Linked DNA regions of Sus scrofa: region 1 is linked to region 2. A link is a contact called in public Hi-C data. All regions are on one chromosome and are shown on one strand. The core of a region is the stretch at or near the end of the contact, and the rest is flanking DNA. Distances in the headings are between cores, read along the strand shown. Region 1 holds the start of SMAP2 (small ArfGAP2). Region 2 holds the start of NFYC (nuclear transcription factor Y subunit gamma).

Region 1 (3,690 bases), core at 412-2,911, 280 kb after region 2:
ACAAATACATCTGAATCTTTGTTCTGCACTATATGTCCAACATGCTACATGGCAAACAACCCAGGCAAATCCACTGCATTACAAACAAAAGTAAATTAATATAGCTCCCAAAATGCATCCCTTTCTACTCAAACCAAAAGGAAAAGAATCTTCCCAACTCCAATTATATTCCAAAGAATTCGGAAAGAAAATGAGGAAACAAAATATTTATCGTCTATAAATTGAGTGTAAACATTTCACGAATAACCAAGCTTTCCTAGCATACTGATTTGTAATTGTATCAAATCCTGAATCTTTGAGGGCACAGAAAACAAAGACTAAATGGCTCTGACAATCTACAATGATCACATTTCCCCTTAGAAGGGTGGCTGCCCTGGAAGCAACAAATTCGAAGCATGCTTTGCTTCCTTCTCAGCACTGATTAAACCGATCCTGCACTACAGCCACAATCTGCTAGTTTCTGCCACCACACGCACATCAGGCCTCCAACACACTGCACAAGCCAGGGCTAGGCTGTCTAGAAATCCGCACTGTGTCACTGCACAAGGCAGTTTCCCCTCCACACATCCAGAAAGAGGAAAGCCACCTAAGCACTGTCAGATCTCAGCAAGGCTGTAAACTGACGGAAGGAGCTGCTAACCAAATAGCAGTCAGCAACCCTCACCTCCTTAAAATCATTTAAGCAGTTTTTCTCACCGTCATCTCCCTTCCCTCCTCCCCCTTCCTCCCCTCTCTCTCGCGCTCTCTCTCGCACACACACACACACACACACACCGCACACACCACTCACTGCAGTTCATCCCCAGCTTTGCAAGCAGAAGGCTGTGAACTCCCGGCTGCCTCTGGACTGACAGTCGGCCCAGAACTCACTCACAGCCCTGAAATACAGACATTCTCACCTGCACACACCACGCCACTTCCACCCCCACCATCACCGCCCCCCACAGTCGCCCTCGCAACCTCTCCCCACACCAATGCCTGCGCTGCAGAACACCTAGAAGCCTCTTCAGCAAGGCTAGCACGCGTTACCATTTAGAGGATCGGGGCCACCTAAGCTCCAGAGACCTCTTCCCACCCAGTCCGCCTCCCCGGTTCCGCCCGGAGGCTGGACCCCTCGCCCGCCGGGAGGGATGCTCTACCTTTAGACTGGCAGTCCGCACAAAACTTGTTATCCTCCTCCAGCAGCAGGTTGGCCAGAACCGCCTGATACCGATCCACGTCCTTCACCGATTTGCCCGTCATGGCCAGGGTGCCGGCGGGGGCAGAGGGCGACGCGCCCTCCGAGCCCCCCAGAAACCCTTGCCTCAGTCCGGAGGTGAGGACTCCCGGTCCCCGCCCAGGGGCACCTCCTGAGCGGGGGAGAGCCCTCTCCCCTGGCCCGGCCTGGCGCCCCTTCTCCCCTCAGCCGCGCCCGACCCCCGCTCTGCAGCCCCTCAAGGCGGCGCCCCCTGGCGGGCTTAGGGAAAGGCTCGGGTCCCGACCGGGCTGCGGGACCAGACAGGAACCCTCACGCCAGGCAAGGGGGGCTCTCGGGTTTCCTGAGTGCCGGGCGCAGAGACTACCCCCCGGCCTGCCTGTCCGCGGGCAGAGTCCAGCGCCTCGGTTTCCCTGGCAGCTGCCGCCTGCTCGGGCACCACCTCCGCCGCCTACTTCCGGCAGCTCTTCCTCTCCTCCTCCACCCGGCTCAGCCCGCGCATGCGCCCCGCCCCCACCGCTTCGGACTGGGCGCTTCCCTCCTCTCCGCCTCTCAGGAACCAATCCGGGCAGAAGGGAGGGGCGGGGCTTGGGTTGGGCGGAGGGAGGAATGGCCACGCCCCTTGCATGTCCTTGGAAAAGAATGAATGGAGCCGGCGGAAAGGGAGTGGAGGGATTGGAAGAAAGTGAGGAAAACAGCAATTAACGTTTGCTGAGCTCTTACTATGTGCCAGGCGCTGTGCTAAGCGCTTTATATGAATTATCCCAATATAATCCTCAAAAACTCTCTACGAGTTAAATATTTGCCGTCCTTACGTAACCTGGGAGATGTGAAATACTCCAAAGTCCCCCAGGTAATTCTTTACTTCAACAGCCAAAAAGAAGGGCCCAAGGTTCTAACCCAGGGTAAGCGACATGACAACCACCCCAAATGTTCAGAGGATTCTGGTCCCCTCTCACTTGGAATGCCTGCTCCTTTTGAATTCTGGGTCCCCCGGTTCATTAGCGCTCCTCTTGTGATGACCAACATCTTTAGACATCGTTTCGCACGTCGCCTAGACATTTTCTGGTTTCATTCCTAAATCCTCCCCAAATAGTGCAGTTTTGTGCAGCAGACCTTTGCTGAAGGTTATTTGGGGAGGCGGGGTGGAGAGGAGGGGTGATGACAGTAAAACACGGAATAAGTAAACACTTTGAAATGATCATTCAACCTCATTGTCCAAAGCCACCCTTACTAGGTAGTGTTAGTAAGTACAGAATTTTTCCATGGCTGTCCTTTTCTTTAGGGATCCTCCAGCCCTCTAGCAAATGTTCTCATTCACTCATTCACTTAGCAGATTGTCACTGAGAAACTTTCTGTGTGTGCATGTGTGTGTCTTTTTAGGGCTGCACCCACAGCATATAGAGCTTCCCAGGCTAGGGGTCAAATCGGAGCTGTAGCCACCGGCCTACACCACAGCCACAGCAAAGCCAGAGAGAAGCTGCATCTGCGACCCGCACCACAGCTCACAGCAATGCTGGATCCTTAACCCACTGAGTGAGGCCAGGGGTCGAACCCACCTCCTTATGGACACTAGTCAGATTTGTTTCTCCTGAGCCAGGCTGGGAACTCCCTGAGAAACTTCTAGGTAGCTGGTAATGTACTAGGGGAGAGGGAACAACGTGATTCAGTTAGAGGTTTTGAAAGGTCACTTCGGGAGTTCCCTTGGTGGCCTAGAGATTAAGGACCCAGCATTGTCACTGCTGTGGCGAAGGTTCGATCCCTGTCCTGAGAGCTTCCACAAGCCACAGGCACAGCTGGGGAGAAAAAAATCCACTCTGGGTGCTGGGGGAAGAATGGATCAGGGAAGCTGGTAGGACCAGATGCTCAGGGCTCTCATCTCTAGTGACAACTCTCATCTTTTTACTTCCTCCCAACAACAGGATGCCCTCAAAACTTTCATCAGAGAAAAACTAAAATTTTCTGTTACTTTACTAATCAAAACAATTGGATTCTCTGTCTAAATCTCTTCCCTTCTCAGCCACATCAAGGAGATCTGACTTTCTTAAACACATTAAGTTCATTAAGGTATTTTTTGTAAACAAAGGCTCAGTTCTTTCTCTAGAAAGAATTCTGCCTTCATCCTAGGCCAGTTTTCTCAATCTATATCCCATTTGTAATAATTTTTCTTACTTACTTAACTTCTCTTACTTTAACATCTATTTTACAAATGAGCAAACAGAGACTTAGAATAATAACCTCTTTCATCTGGTGAGTAGAAGAGCTTGGATTTTTAACCTAGATCTCTATGATTCCAGAGCCTTAGTACTGTCAGAGTTTTTGTTTATATTATCTGTTATAATCCTCAGAAAATCCCATCAAGATAGGTATTACCATAAAAATTTTTCAAAAAATTATGAAACAGAGTCTCAAGTTGATGAAACTCAAGATTACCCAGTTAAGTGGAATGATTAGGAGCTTGGGGTTAATAGAGCCAGACTATTGCCTTTGGAATG
Region 2 (3,839 bases), core at 58-2,557:
GTTTATTTTCCTCCTCACATCCCAGGTCTGGTAACTGTGGATGGACTCGAGGGCTCCACCGAAAACCTCAATGTTCCAACACTGGCACGCCAGCAAAATTCCTGATCTGATCCTACTGTTCGGATATGTCGCTAAGGCCCTGATGCCCTCTCCTCCATGGCCTCAGACCTGACATCCACCGACATCAGGGTCACTCACTACCTGTGTTACACTCCTGCATCTAAGTCTAGCATCCCTGCATCTCGGTGATTCCCTCAAGCTGTAACTAGGGTTTAAGCGTTTCCAAGCCTGGCACCCTTGCAGCTTGCACGCCCCTATCCCGGACCATGCATGTTCCACGGAGGATACCTCTGGAATTTGGAGTGCCTCCCATTCCCGGCCATGCACAGGAACACAGGCTACCCCCGAAGTGACTGCCAGACCACCACCCTCTCTGCCCCCTGAAGGCCTTTACGGCTCGCTCCCAACCTCCTCCCCACGCCTGCGCCGTAGGAGGTCACCGTCCTGCAGCCCGAGCCCAAGACGCGCGCATCCCTACAGCCTCCGATCCCTTCCTCACCCCCTAGGCCGGAGCCAGCGCGACCAATAACGTGCCAGGTCCGCGGCCTCCCCGCCACCGACCAATCACGAGCGAGCCCCCCCGCAGTCGCCTTCCGCCAATGGGAGAAAGCCCGCGGGCCGGGCCGACAAGCTCACGGACCCCACGAGCGCAGCGGAGGCGACAGCGGCGGGCCCGGCGAGGACACAACATGGCGGCGGGCAGGCCGAACCGAACTGCAGCAGCGGCCGCGCGAGGGCAGTGAGGGCCGCGCCGAAGGCGGGAAGCGCCACCCCTCCCCCCGCCGCCGCCGCTCCCCGCTCCCGCTCCCTCCCGCGGACGCTCCCGCACACTCACACGCCTCCTCAGGAGTCCAGCGAGGAGCAGGAGCCGCCCCCGCGCCCTTGCGGCGTCGGGCAATGCAGAGACCTGGGCGCGGCGGAGGGGAGGGGGACGCGTGCGTCACGGAGAACGGAGCGCGCGCGAAGCGGGGGCACAAACAAGATGGCGGCCACGCCGTTTGCCCCGTCTCCCCCCTTCCCCTCCCCCCACCTTGGCGCCTTGACTCCCAGTGTCTTTAATACGCAGAAGCTAAGTTGCTTGAAGTCTCGCGAGAATTGCGAAGGGCGGCGGCACGGTGAGGCGGGATGAGGCGTGAGGCTTCTGGCCCCGCCCCTCGAGGCGGTCCGGAGGCGTTTGCGCTGCGACCTCCTAGGAGGAGCCGTCGCCGAGAAGCTGTCCTGTGTGCACACTTAGGAATTTTAGGGAATAAGCAGTTGTTGTAGGTCTTTTTTTTTTTTTTTTTTTTTTTTTTTTTAATTTGAGAGAGAGGAGCTGAGGGATGGAGGGCGACGTGGGAATGCCAGACTAGGGCGCCGTTAAAGAAGTTAGCTACCTGCACCGCGAAAGGGGGTTCTAACCCCAAAACTGAAGTGGTGTGTTCCACCAGAAAGAACAGCGCTTCCCAAGAATGGTCAGCTTGTAGCCTTACCTCAGCAGGGACGTTGTTTTCCTCACTCGAATGCAGTTTAAAACTTCTTCAAAAACTGGTGGAAACTGAACTGCAATGAGCATTACAACTTTTTCATATTTAGCTCTCTAAATCGACACAACAACTTAGTCCAAAGGCGTTATCATTATTTCCTTTTTTTTTTGCTTTTTGGGGCCGCACACGCGGCATGTGGAGCTTCCCAGGCTGGGGGTCTAACTGGAGCTACAGCTGCAGGTCTACACCACGGCCACAGCAACGTGGGATCCAAGCGGCATCTGCGACCTACACCACAGCTCACGGCAACGCTGGATCCTTAACCCCCTGAGCGAGACCAGGTATCGAACCCACAGCCTCCTGGTTTCTAGTCAGATTCGTTGCCGCAGCACCACAACAGGAACTCCATTAGCATTATTTCTTTCTTACAGGTGATGGAACTGAAGCGCAGAGGGTTAAATAATTTGATCAAGTCTCTGCAGCTCAAGTATCAAAGCTCCACTTGAATAGCTCCCAAACCTTTAAAAAAATGCATCGAATATATTTGAATGGCATTATCTACGGACAGTTCCTGTCAGGTAGCAAACACAGAGAGAAATGAGACTGCCCCTGCTGGTAGTTACCATGAATTTTACGAAGGATCTTGGAGCCTCTCTGAGGAGCCACTTGGAGCCACCCCTGCAGGGTCCTCAACCATAACATCAATATGTTGTTTCCTTCCTTTGAGTTCACGACCCTGGTGATAAAGAAGTAGAGCAGAGCGGAATTAACCCTTAACTCGAATTCAGGAACATTGTCTGCAGCCCTAACAAATCTCACTCCAGGCACTCAATCAATATTTGATGAGTGAATGAACAAAACCTAACTAGTTACAAGACATCTGACTTCCCTGAGTCTCAGATTTCTTCATCTGTAAAACGATCTAATTCCTACCTCCTGGGAGTGCTGGGGAGATGGAATGCAATTATGTAAGGGAGAATATATAAATTGCAAAAGTGTAAAGAAGTTAGTGGTAATATTTTCAGACAGAAATGGCATAAAAAGTTAAAAACAGACTTAAAATAAGAAATAGTCATGCTGGAGTTCCCGTTGTGGCTCACCAATAATGAATCCGACTAGTATCCATGTGGCTGTGGGTTCGATCCCAGGCCTTGCTCAGTGGGTTAAGGATCCAGTGTTGCTGTGAGCTGTCATGTAGATTACAGATGCAGCTCAGATCTGGCATTGCCGTGGCTGTGGCGTAGGCCGGCATCTGTAGCTCTGATTGGAACACTAGCCCCCCTGGGAACTTCCATATGCCACAGGTGTGGCCATTAAAAAAAAAAGTATATTGAAAGAAGAAAAAGAGAGCCAAAAAAAAAAAAAAAAACAGAGGACTAGTATGTTGAGATAGAAAAGCTTAGCGAATGGAAAAAATGCTACGTAAATCTCTACAAATATTTAATGAGCAATTATGGCATGTACTATGCTTGTGCAAAAACAAAAGTGCAAGAAGCAACACAATTATACTTGTAAAAGCAAAGTAAAAATGTGTAGGAAGCAGCACAAATTAGGATTATTAGTGATCATTATAATGAAGTGTTGACACTATATAGAGGCTGCAGTCGGTTTCCCTCGGAATTAAACTAATAAAAATGTACACATTAAAAGAAGTTAGCCAAGGGTGCTAGTAAACGCCTGTAACGACGACGGGTCGTGCTCAAGCACCGTCTGCTCAGGGGAAGTCAGGAAGGGTCTTCCCCGCTAGAGGTTAACCCTTCGGTCGCCAGGCTGTGAGGAGCAAATCCCGGGGGAGGGGTTTGTCCGAAGGCTTGGAACAGCAGCCATTTCCCAGCCGGTAGGAAAATAGTTCAGGATTTTGATAGTCAGTATGTAACTGGTAACCGTCACACCAATACAGGCTGAACGTGAGTCCTTTGCGGTAGACTATGGTTATCAATGTTCTCTGCCTCTCCTTTGCTAAAACCTTCCCCGTCAGGTCTGCCCCTAGGAGATTATATTTCTCACCCTAATGTCATCAAGCCTGGCTTTGTTTTGGTCCATGAAATGTGAGTAGAAGTAGCTTGAGCCACTTCTGAGCAGACGTGTACGAGCCATCTTTGTCCTCTGCCATGAAAGGAACATGTTCCAAGTAGAGCTGCTTCTCAGGTTTTGGTCCCAGAGTGAAGATGTACAGAGCCACAGCTGGCACACAGGATTCGTAAGGGATGTGAATAAGAAAGAAAACCTCGGGAGTTCCCGTTGCAGTGCAGCATCAGCGAACCCAGCTAGTATCCGTGAGGATGTACGTTCAATCCCTGGCCTGGCTTAGTGGGT

What was found. A called contact is a pair of places that touch in the nucleus more often than the background predicts.
Region 1: a contact with region 2 is called in a Hi-C map of heart right ventricle, with 3 times the contacts expected there. The contact joins the promoter of SMAP2 here to the promoter of NFYC in region 2. A contact is called at or near these places in 1 of 47 Hi-C or Micro-C datasets (heart right ventricle) and 1 of 2 datasets of contacts at active chromatin or transcription factors (alveolar macrophages).

Annotation. Positions count from the first base shown.
Region 1 is chr6:170,762,135-170,765,824 of Sscrofa11.1, forward strand. It overlaps SMAP2 (small ArfGAP2), which reads right to left and starts at 1,662. Exons shown (of 10, transcript NM_001128464.1): 1 at 1,140-1,662. The coding sequence starts at 1,242.
Region 2 is chr6:170,484,705-170,488,543 of Sscrofa11.1, forward strand. NFYC (nuclear transcription factor Y subunit gamma) reads right to left here and starts at 1,308. Exons shown (of 10, transcript XM_021096986.1): 1 at 1,091-1,308. LOC110261254 (a long non-coding RNA gene) reads left to right here and starts at 1,803. Exons shown (of 2, transcript XR_002345276.1): 1 at 1,803-1,864.